Regions from separate parts of the Mus musculus genome. Here region 2 is linked to region 1. A link is a contact called in public HiChIP or PLAC-seq data. All regions are on one chromosome and are shown on one strand. The core of a region is the stretch at or near the end of the contact, and the rest is flanking DNA. Distances in the headings are between cores, read along the strand shown. Region 1 holds the start of 4931429P17Rik (RIKEN cDNA 4931429P17 gene). Region 2 overlaps A330033J07Rik (RIKEN cDNA A330033J07 gene).

Region 1 (4,312 bases), core at 752-3,251:
GACAATGAAAAGCAGAACCCTACAAGTGTGCAAATTGGCCAAAGCCTATTACGGCTCACAAAAGACAAATCAGCAGTAGCTTAGAGTGAAGCAGAGCTGGATACTTCTGATGTTATTTGGAACCAAGATTTTGGATTCAAGATCCTTCAGATACATGGGTTAGAAAAGGCAGACTCCGAATGAAAGCCATGTGCAAGAGACCATGGTGACTCATGGTCTGTGTAAAATAGAACTGCAGAGAAAACCAAGCCTTCAGAGCCTCTGGCAAGGTTGAAGGAAATGCTGCCTGCGAGCTGAGACTAGCCCTTGTGTGCTTTCAAACTATCAACGGCTCTGTCCAAACCCGTATGGAACACTTTAAGAATTATGGTACCTTCCCCGAATATAGAAATGTACTCCATACATTTGTCTCAGGAATTTTTAAAATTATGACCTTGAGACTAGGAAGATGGTTCAGTGGGGAGAGGCTTGCCACTCAGCACGAGATCCTATATACAGATCCCCATAACACAAATAAGACCAGAGGCTGCTGTGTGACCAATTCCTGTGTTCCCAGTTAGAGGTGGGAGGTAGAGACAGGAGAATTTTTTGACGCGTGTGTATTGGCTCACCTGGTGTACACAGCACCAAAAAAAAAAAAAAAAAAAAAAAAAAAAAAAAAAAAAAAAAGACAACCCTGTCTCCAACAGGGTGGAAGGTAAGAACTAACACACAAGATTGACATGTTCACACCCACACATGCACACCCACAAAGATCAAGAGAGAAAATCAAATATAACTTTGCAAGGTCAGGCTATCAATATATGTGTATATCATTGTAAATATGAACAATGTTAATAAGCATAAATGTGCAGATGTAAATATAAACAATATAAGTATGAACAGGAACACAAACGTATAGGAATACAAATGCAATCATAAATAGTGAGTTCCTAGCTGTGCAGAACAGATTTCACTCCCCGTTCTACACCTATAGGGTAGCCCGCAGGTGATCAGAGAAGCTCCTCACAGCACAGGCAGCTAAGGCAGACCTGCCTGGCACTCAGGGCCAAACCCAGCATGCTTCTACTTGCCACGGGGATGAGCATTGGCTGCCCTGCCGGGTGCCCTGAAACTAACTCCCTCTGCTTTGCTTTGCCATGGCCCCAGGCTGTGCCCACACCTCTCGGAGCCCAGCTGCAGGCCTTCTGAAAGCACCCAGAGGCCCTTAGTGTTACCTGGCAACGGGCGCACCTGTGAGCTAGGTCAGCCAGGCGATGCTAACCTGTGTGTTGGGGCTTGTGGTTCCCAGGTGCCCTCCCAGGCTCGCTCATTACTGCTCACTCTTTTGGCCCAGAGAGGAGAACAGAGGTGATTGTTTTCTCTCCATGTTTCCTAGAAACAACAGACGCACTGATTAGTTATCCACTGAGAGTCCCCAAAGGCCAAGGTGCACAGAGTAGCATTAACCTGTGCGTGCACCGCTTAAGGAAATACTTTAAGTTTGCTTTGAAGAGGCCTCTGATAGCACCCAGACACAGAACTTACGGAACCCAAATAGCTCTAAATAGTTCAGAGGGAACAATAACAGATTAGTTTAAGGAGAAATAAAATGCGGGCTGGAGAGATGGCTCCGCAGTTAAGCTTGTATACTGCTCTTGCAGAGGACCCAAGTTTAGGGTCTGCTACCTCTGCTGAGAGGCTCACAATCCCCTCTTACTCCGGTACCAGAGAATCCTATGCCCTCTGCTAGCTTACGTACATGTATATGCGCACGTATGTGCACACACACACACCTTAAGAAAATACAGTCTTTTAAAAGTGGAAAAATATACAATAAACATACTTCATTCTCTCTCCAACCCCAACCTCTGTTCTTCCCCCGTTCCTCGTCCCCATCCGTGCTTTCTAGAATCCCAGAAGCGCGGCCAGATGACCTTGGGTCTGGGGTCTGAGCGAATCATTGATTAGCACTGGGTTTTGATGGCCTGCAGCCCTCTATGTAATCAGAATCCATGTTTCTAGCTGCCAGCCCACCTGTGACATCACTTCCTGCCTGCAGCCCTTCCTCCTCTCAGACACCATCTTATGGAAGCAGATGAACTCTGGGAACCCTGCAGGAAAAGACTGCCGCCGGTATCTGAGCTAGGAGAGACCAGCTGGAGAGCTGGCTAGGCAGTTAAGAGCTCTCTGCTCATGCAGGGAACCTGGGTTTGGTTCCCAGTGCCTATAGCAGGAGACTGATAATCGCTTGGAATTCAGATCCCAGGGCATCTGAGGCCACTTCTGACCTCTGAGAGTCCCTGCACACAAGCAATGCAAATGCAGACAAGTAAGCTCGTGCACAAACATGTACATAAACATAAATCAACTTTGTGTAAAAAGATCCAAACACTAGTAGCTTCTATTCTGGTCACGTGAATTTCTTATATTTGGGGCCCTTGGTCAAGCCTTTGGTTGTGACACTTTGCCCCCAGGCGGGTCTGCTCTGCAGTAACTTTATTCTTACCTTCAGGTTGAGCCTTCCAGGGCTCTCAGCTGTGAGAACTACCCCTTAGCTACACCCAGAGCTTAGTAACCAGGGTTCAAGGTGACAGAAAGTCCTCCAACTTTTCTTACGTTCCTTCTAACAAACTCTGATGGGTCCTTCTAGTTGAGAAATCTGGTAGGTTGCTACTGCTGATTTCTCTAGCGTGTTACTTTCATTTTTAAACTTAAGCACGGAATGCCAAGCAAGCTGTTTTTTAAGCCATCAAAATCTTTTCCTTTAGGGGTCTTTTATAATTTGTTTTTGTTTCCCAACACAGATTTATAAACCCGTTTCTCTCTCACAAATCTCACTTACGGGGGTGTTGGAGGGCGGGGATTTCCAGCTCTCAATCTTTTTTTTTTTTTTTCCTTTTGCTGGTAGGGTTGATTAGATTTTGTCTTTCCTTGTTTGAATAAGAAACATTTACATCTTTTACTTGATCTATCCATGGAGGTGTTAGCGGTGCCCAGAGTGAATGTGTGGCACAGCAAATTTCCTGCTGGAGTCGGGAAGAGTTAGCACAAGACTAGGGGGAAACAAAATACAAACAGTGGAAAGCGATTACCACTCCCAACGAGTTCTAAGGCAGCTCAGTGTGAAACCAACCAGAAAATGATCAGCCTACAACCATAACTAGAAGGCACTAAAAAAGACAAAAGCTATCCAGCATCGTGAAAAAAAAAATCCATAAATAAAATGCACCCCAAAAGCATTTGCTGGTAAAAGTATTTAGTGGAGCAATAAAAGAGAGTATTTGGTGTCTTTAGATTAAGTGGGTTTTTTTTTTTATGGAATCTGTACAATTAAACACTATATAAGAGCTGGAGTCTGTGTCTACACCTAATTGAACACAGAATCAGAGAGATGCAGACTCTAAAGGGGCCGTGTACCTTCACTTTATAGACTCAAGGTTAGTTGAGCCATCTTGTTAAGTAAAAGATAGGTTTACTAAAAGCAAGATCATGGAGGGTTTTTTTTTTAACATATATACACACACTCATAGAAAGAGACAGATACATAGCATGAAAAGAATTTTTCTTTCTTAATCCCACTTTGAAATATAAGCAACATAGGGTTCGAAAGGAAATGGCCTTATTCCAAAAGGTAATTTGATCAGACCATTGGGTTTATTTTTGTTAATCAATGTATTGTCTTATTGAGACTCTCAGTCCATCAGTAGAAACCATGGCATTAATAATGTGCCTAGTGATAAGAGTCCAGTTCCTTACACATATTTCCATTTGGGGGGGATCATATTCTTAAAGTAAATGGGAAGCCCCTTCATCCCTCATATCCATTCACTGGGGTATCCTACTGGGCAGAGAGGCTAACAATGAAGGTACCAACATAGAGGTTAACATAACCTTTGCCTTCACCCCAGTGTCATGAGCAGAGGACTTCCTAGTGCACTGTCAATAAAACCCTATGCCTTTGGATGTTCAAGTTCTCAGGGAACTGTAAAAAAGGAGGTACGACTGTGGTTAGACTATAGTCAGTTTCCAGCAATTGCCCTAACATGGGCCCCTAAGTGATCCATTCCCTTGGGCTTCTATGTGCTTCAACTAAGAGCTTGCAAACTTGTACCAAGCAGTTTGCTGATAGGTTCCTACCTGCACATACCCTACTGGACCTTACAAGTCTTTCTTGCAATGAGAACTATCTGGGGAATGCATCCTTTGGTTACACTGAAGATTAAATCTGAGCATAATACTTTATACTTTACAAAGAACTGTGCAATTATCCTCTGTAACCTCACAATGGTCCTTTGAGAAAGGCATTGCTGCTAATGTTTACAGGCCAGAA
Region 2 (4,312 bases), core at 216-2,715, 220 kb after region 1:
TCATTGCTGACTAGAAAGCACCAATTTATCTGCTCACTTGCATGGTATACATAATCCATTTCACAGAAAATTATCAGTGTTGGGAAACATACCACCCTACCTTCAAATAACTGTGTTCACATTATAAGTGGGCAATAACATACCTAATGTTATAGGTGTATTTTATAGGTGTCAGTTTGAACTTTACTGTGTATTTGTTAGAAATTATACAATTATTTCTTGTGCAATTTTGGAGAGTTTTCACTTTTTTGTTTGTTTGAGCTATAATAAATTTATATACTTACAATAAGAGTGATGTGTTTGTCCTGGAACGCACTTTGTAGACCAGGCTGACCTAGAACTCAGAAATCTGCCTGCCTCTGCCTCCCTAGTGCTGGGATTAAAGGCGTGTGCCATCACAACCAGTGAATGAGTTCCAGGACAGCCAGGGCTATACAGAGAAACCCTGTCTCAAAAAACCAAAAATCAAAAGCCAAAAACCAAAAATAGTGATGTGTTTATTAAACCCTTACTTATTCCAGGTTGCTGGGCAATGCATTCTTATTAGATCCTGTGGATCACGAAACCTTTGCTTGAGTTTGGTGTGTGTCTTTAATTCTAAGATCATTTCCTTAAACAAATTATAAAAAAAAAACTTAAAAATTACAAAATAAAATAATACAGTCTTATTTGCTTCCAGGTACAAAAATATCTAGGTCACTCTAAAATCAGATTAGCATTCTTTTTTTTTTTTTCTCCTAGTTCCTGTAGGCATTTCTAATGTTTTTTTAAAACCCCAATTAATCACTTATTATTTCTTAACAGCTACCTTCAGGATGACAGTTACAAAAACATTTGGAGCTAGAGACGTAGCTCAGTCATGGAATTCTTGGTGAGTATGTATGAAGCCCTGGGTTCTGTCTCTAACATTGCAAAGAAAAAAGAGGTGGGGAGACAGAGGAAGGGAAAAAGAAGGAAAATCAACTGTACTCACGTGTTAAGGTGCACAGCCCAGATTAACCTGAAACTCATGATGTAGCCCAGGCTAACTTCTAAGTTACAGCAGCCTCCCTAGTGCTAGAATTACAGGTATGAGCCACCATGTTGATTCATATCTTCATTTTTAAAACTACCTTTACTAATACAGATAACTAACAAAAAGTGAGTGGGGGAGAATTAAGATTGTACACAATCCCCTCCACCTGAGATCATTCTTGCCATTTAGAGCAAACCTGTGAGTTTGCTTTATGTAATTACATCAATAACACACAATGTTGTGAGGTTTTGTTCATTTTTGCCAAAATATCATTATTATACCATGTACATATATTTTTAACCTGTGTTTTGTTCCTTGATAGCTACATAAGGTGACAAGATATCCCTCTGGCCAATAAACCTATCTCTTCTTCCTCATTGGTCATCCGTTAAAGGGAGGAGGACTCAGTGATGTCACTTCCGCTTCTAGTGCTGCACAGAAGTATTCCAGTAAACTGTACCCCTCCCCCCGCCACACACACACACCTTCATCAGCCCAGAGTTTTCTGAGGCATTGTAAGTCCAATGCTCCTCAAATACTCCACTTCTTGCAAGGCATCCCTGCCCGTGAAGGCAGACTTGTGAGCATATCAATGCTTGCTTTACCTGCCTTAAGGAAGATTGCACAAAAGGAACCAGAGACCACTTTCTCAGCCAGGCGTGGTTTGAAATATTCTTCTGGGCTGGGTTTCTTTACAGCTTGTTTTCCAAGCTCCTGCCCTCCCTTCTATCCCACTCCCACATGCTCCACCCTTGGCACCATCTTTTAATGTATGCCCCTATTTATTTCTTAACAAAAACGAGAGCATGATTTGCATTCCCACAGACCTAACCTTAGATTTATTTTAGCTGCTACACAGGAAGAAACGGGTCTATCAATTATGAATGTCTTCATGCGCAAGGCGGTGGCAGAGCAGCGGTAAGCTTACCTTTTTCTGGAGTCTTATCCTGATAAATAAATAATGAGATGTTCTGTGAAATGCCTTCAGCAAAGGCAGGGAGAGCATTCCTTCTAGATGTTAAGTGTAAAATCTAAACGAACTGCTCAGAACCTGTCGTAGTTTCTGAGAAACATGGAGAAACGGGCAATACGTTTCTATACTGTGTATTTGAAATAGAACACTGCACTTCAACATATTAACGATGTCTTAGGATATGTTGTTGCAGCCCACCATCATCTATCAAATGTTATACCAAAAAGTTGTGCCAAATTTAGTGACTCCAATAAAAGCGATAAAACCGGTGGTATACTGGATCATTAAAATGTGTCATTTTCCTCTTGCTCCAGTTAACTGATATTAAGTCTGCATATATTAAGCCTAGATGCTAAACCAGACAGCTCCCTGCAATCGTGGCCAGTAGCCTTCTGAGCTGTCCATTTTCTGGACCAGAGATAAGGAATCCTGTCTCCTGCCAGGGTAAAAAAAAAAAAAAAAAAATGCTTTGTGGTTACCACTAGAGGGCAAATAGCCTTGTGGACTTCACTTTGGCCAAAGGGTATCTCTGCCCAGCCAGCCAGTTTCCAGGTCTCAAGTGACGCGCTTTTAAATCTTGCATTACCAACTCTTGCTCAACCCACAAGCTTAGCAAGCAAGAGCTTTGTTTGTGTTAAGGGAACATCCAACCGTCCCCCTCTCCCCATCCCTTTTGGAAGATAGATCTCACTCCTCAGTGTAGCCACTGCAGATATCCTCAGCCTAATCCTTTCTCCTCTAGCTAGTGAGCCCCTGCTGTCTGCAGCAGGGCAGCCTAACCTGGCAGCTCTCAGCACTTCTAGACCTCATAGGCACCCAGGCGCCTTTCTCCCTGCTTCATTTCTGTGAACTCTGCAGGGCTTTCTGCCGCTCCAAGCTCAGGCTGTGGCTTCTCTCTCAAATTGAAAACTCAGTTCAGATATGTTACCTATGGGAAGTCTAGTCTCTGCTGGTCCCTGTGGCCCACACCTTCTTCCTTTTCCAAACCAGTACACTTGATTCTTAGGGCATCCCCTCCTCTGCTTACTCTGCTCTTGTCACCCGTCCAGCCTCCTGTGGGCAGTGGCTCTAGTTAGAAATGCAGGCTCAACTTCTCTGTCATTTCTTTGCCCCAGAATCACGGTGAATCCACCATCAGTTCTAGAAGTAGAATGGAATACAGATGACTCCTCCTCCCCAGGAGGCAGTGAACTGAACTGTGTGGGTTTTAAAGACCAAGTCTTTTGGCCTTTCAGAAAGGAGGCAGGGGATTTCTTTGATTAAAATGTAGATTTCCTTGCAAGATAAAACAAGTGGTGTTTGTTTGTTTGTTTGTTTGTTTGTTTTATTAAAAGTGGGTATTGGAAAGTTGTGTGCTTTTGAGGGGAACAATGAGGCCCAAAGATGAGCAAATAAATCGTCCTGAGTGGCATCAGGAGAGCCTTGGAGAAAGGCCACCATATAGGCACTGTTGGAGGTGGCCTCCCCGGAGGTCTCTCTGCCTCAGTTGATGTTATCAGTTCAGCTCACATTTTGAATTCTTCAAACCAGCTAGTAGTGCTGTTTTGGTAGGTTCTGGAAGCCTTACAAGGTGGAAACCGCAAACTCCAGGAAGTAAGTCACCAAGAACAGATCTCTGAGGGTTTCTTCCTCCCCTTACCCACTCCTCTCCCTCGTCTGCTTCCTGTTAAGGTAAAGTAAATAGCTTCCTCCACTATGCTACTCTTCATCCTGACACTGGGGACAAAAGCCATGGACAAAGCCCTAGGAAACTATGAGCCAAAATGAATTCTTTCTCCTTCGTGTTCTTCCAGGCATCGCGGTTACAGCAGCGAGTTGTCCAATGAAGTGGGAATTCTGCCTCCACTAGAAAAGTATCCACCAAATAAGGTCCATGGCCCATAATCAAGTTCTTTATTTCTGTTTATTTTTCAGGGAGAACCAAACTCTTTCATACTGCCAAGGGAAATCTGGAGAAAGGCATAAGGTAAGAGGAATGTTAAGGAGAGATGAAGACTAAATGTAATGTGGGCTTCTAGATGGGACTCTGGGACAGAGCAAGGACATTAGGGGGAAGCTAAGGGAGTCTGACTGAAGCAGAGACTTCAGCTCCTAATAATGTTAACTCCTTGATACTAATTACATATACCACACTAAAGAATGACGTTGGCAATCAGAGCCACGTAGGTATAGAGTGTATGGAATCTCTTCCCTTTCTAATGTCTCTGTAAATTGAAAACTGTTCTTAAAGTTTCTCTTAAAAAAGAGGAGTGTAAGGAGGGAGCAAAGGAAGAAGGGAAGAAAAAAGAAAAAAAGAAAAAGAAAGTCATGGCCTAGACAGGAAA

What was found. HiChIP or PLAC-seq counts read pairs in DNA pulled down with a chosen protein or histone mark.
Region 2: a contact with region 1 is called in an H3K4me3 HiChIP or PLAC-seq map of embryonic stem cells, with 22 read pairs. The contact joins the enhancer-like site here to the promoter of 4931429P17Rik in region 1. A contact is called at or near these places in 5 of 39 promoter capture datasets (the 3T3-L1 cell line, 3T3-L1-derived adipocytes, embryonic stem cells and 1 more), 4 of 484 Hi-C or Micro-C datasets (MC3T3-E1-derived osteoblasts, embryonic stem cells, nephron progenitors and 1 more) and 3 of 115 datasets of contacts at active chromatin or transcription factors (all in embryonic stem cells).

What each region holds. Positions count from the first base shown.
Region 1 is chr13:48,016,607-48,020,918 of GRCm38.p6, forward strand. 4931429P17Rik (RIKEN cDNA 4931429P17 gene) reads right to left here and starts at 2,002. Exons shown (of 8, transcript NR_038004.1): 1 at 1,826-2,002; 2 at 1,265-1,374.
Region 2 is chr13:48,235,181-48,239,492 of GRCm38.p6, forward strand. The region is part of intron 1 of A330033J07Rik (RIKEN cDNA A330033J07 gene); the gene reads right to left. Gm36183 (predicted gene, 36183) reads left to right here. Exons shown (of 7, transcript NR_168048.1): 2 at 805-871; 3 at 1,864-1,933; 4 at 3,903-3,954. Among named protein-coding and RNA genes, the nearest start is that of Gm36183, 9.4 kb to the left of the region's middle. Within about 2 kb of position 1,466, at least 13 of the 459 cell types and tissues checked have an H3K27ac peak or open chromatin away from gene starts, as enhancers often do. A contact at or near this core is called in embryonic stem cells, where this site is marked.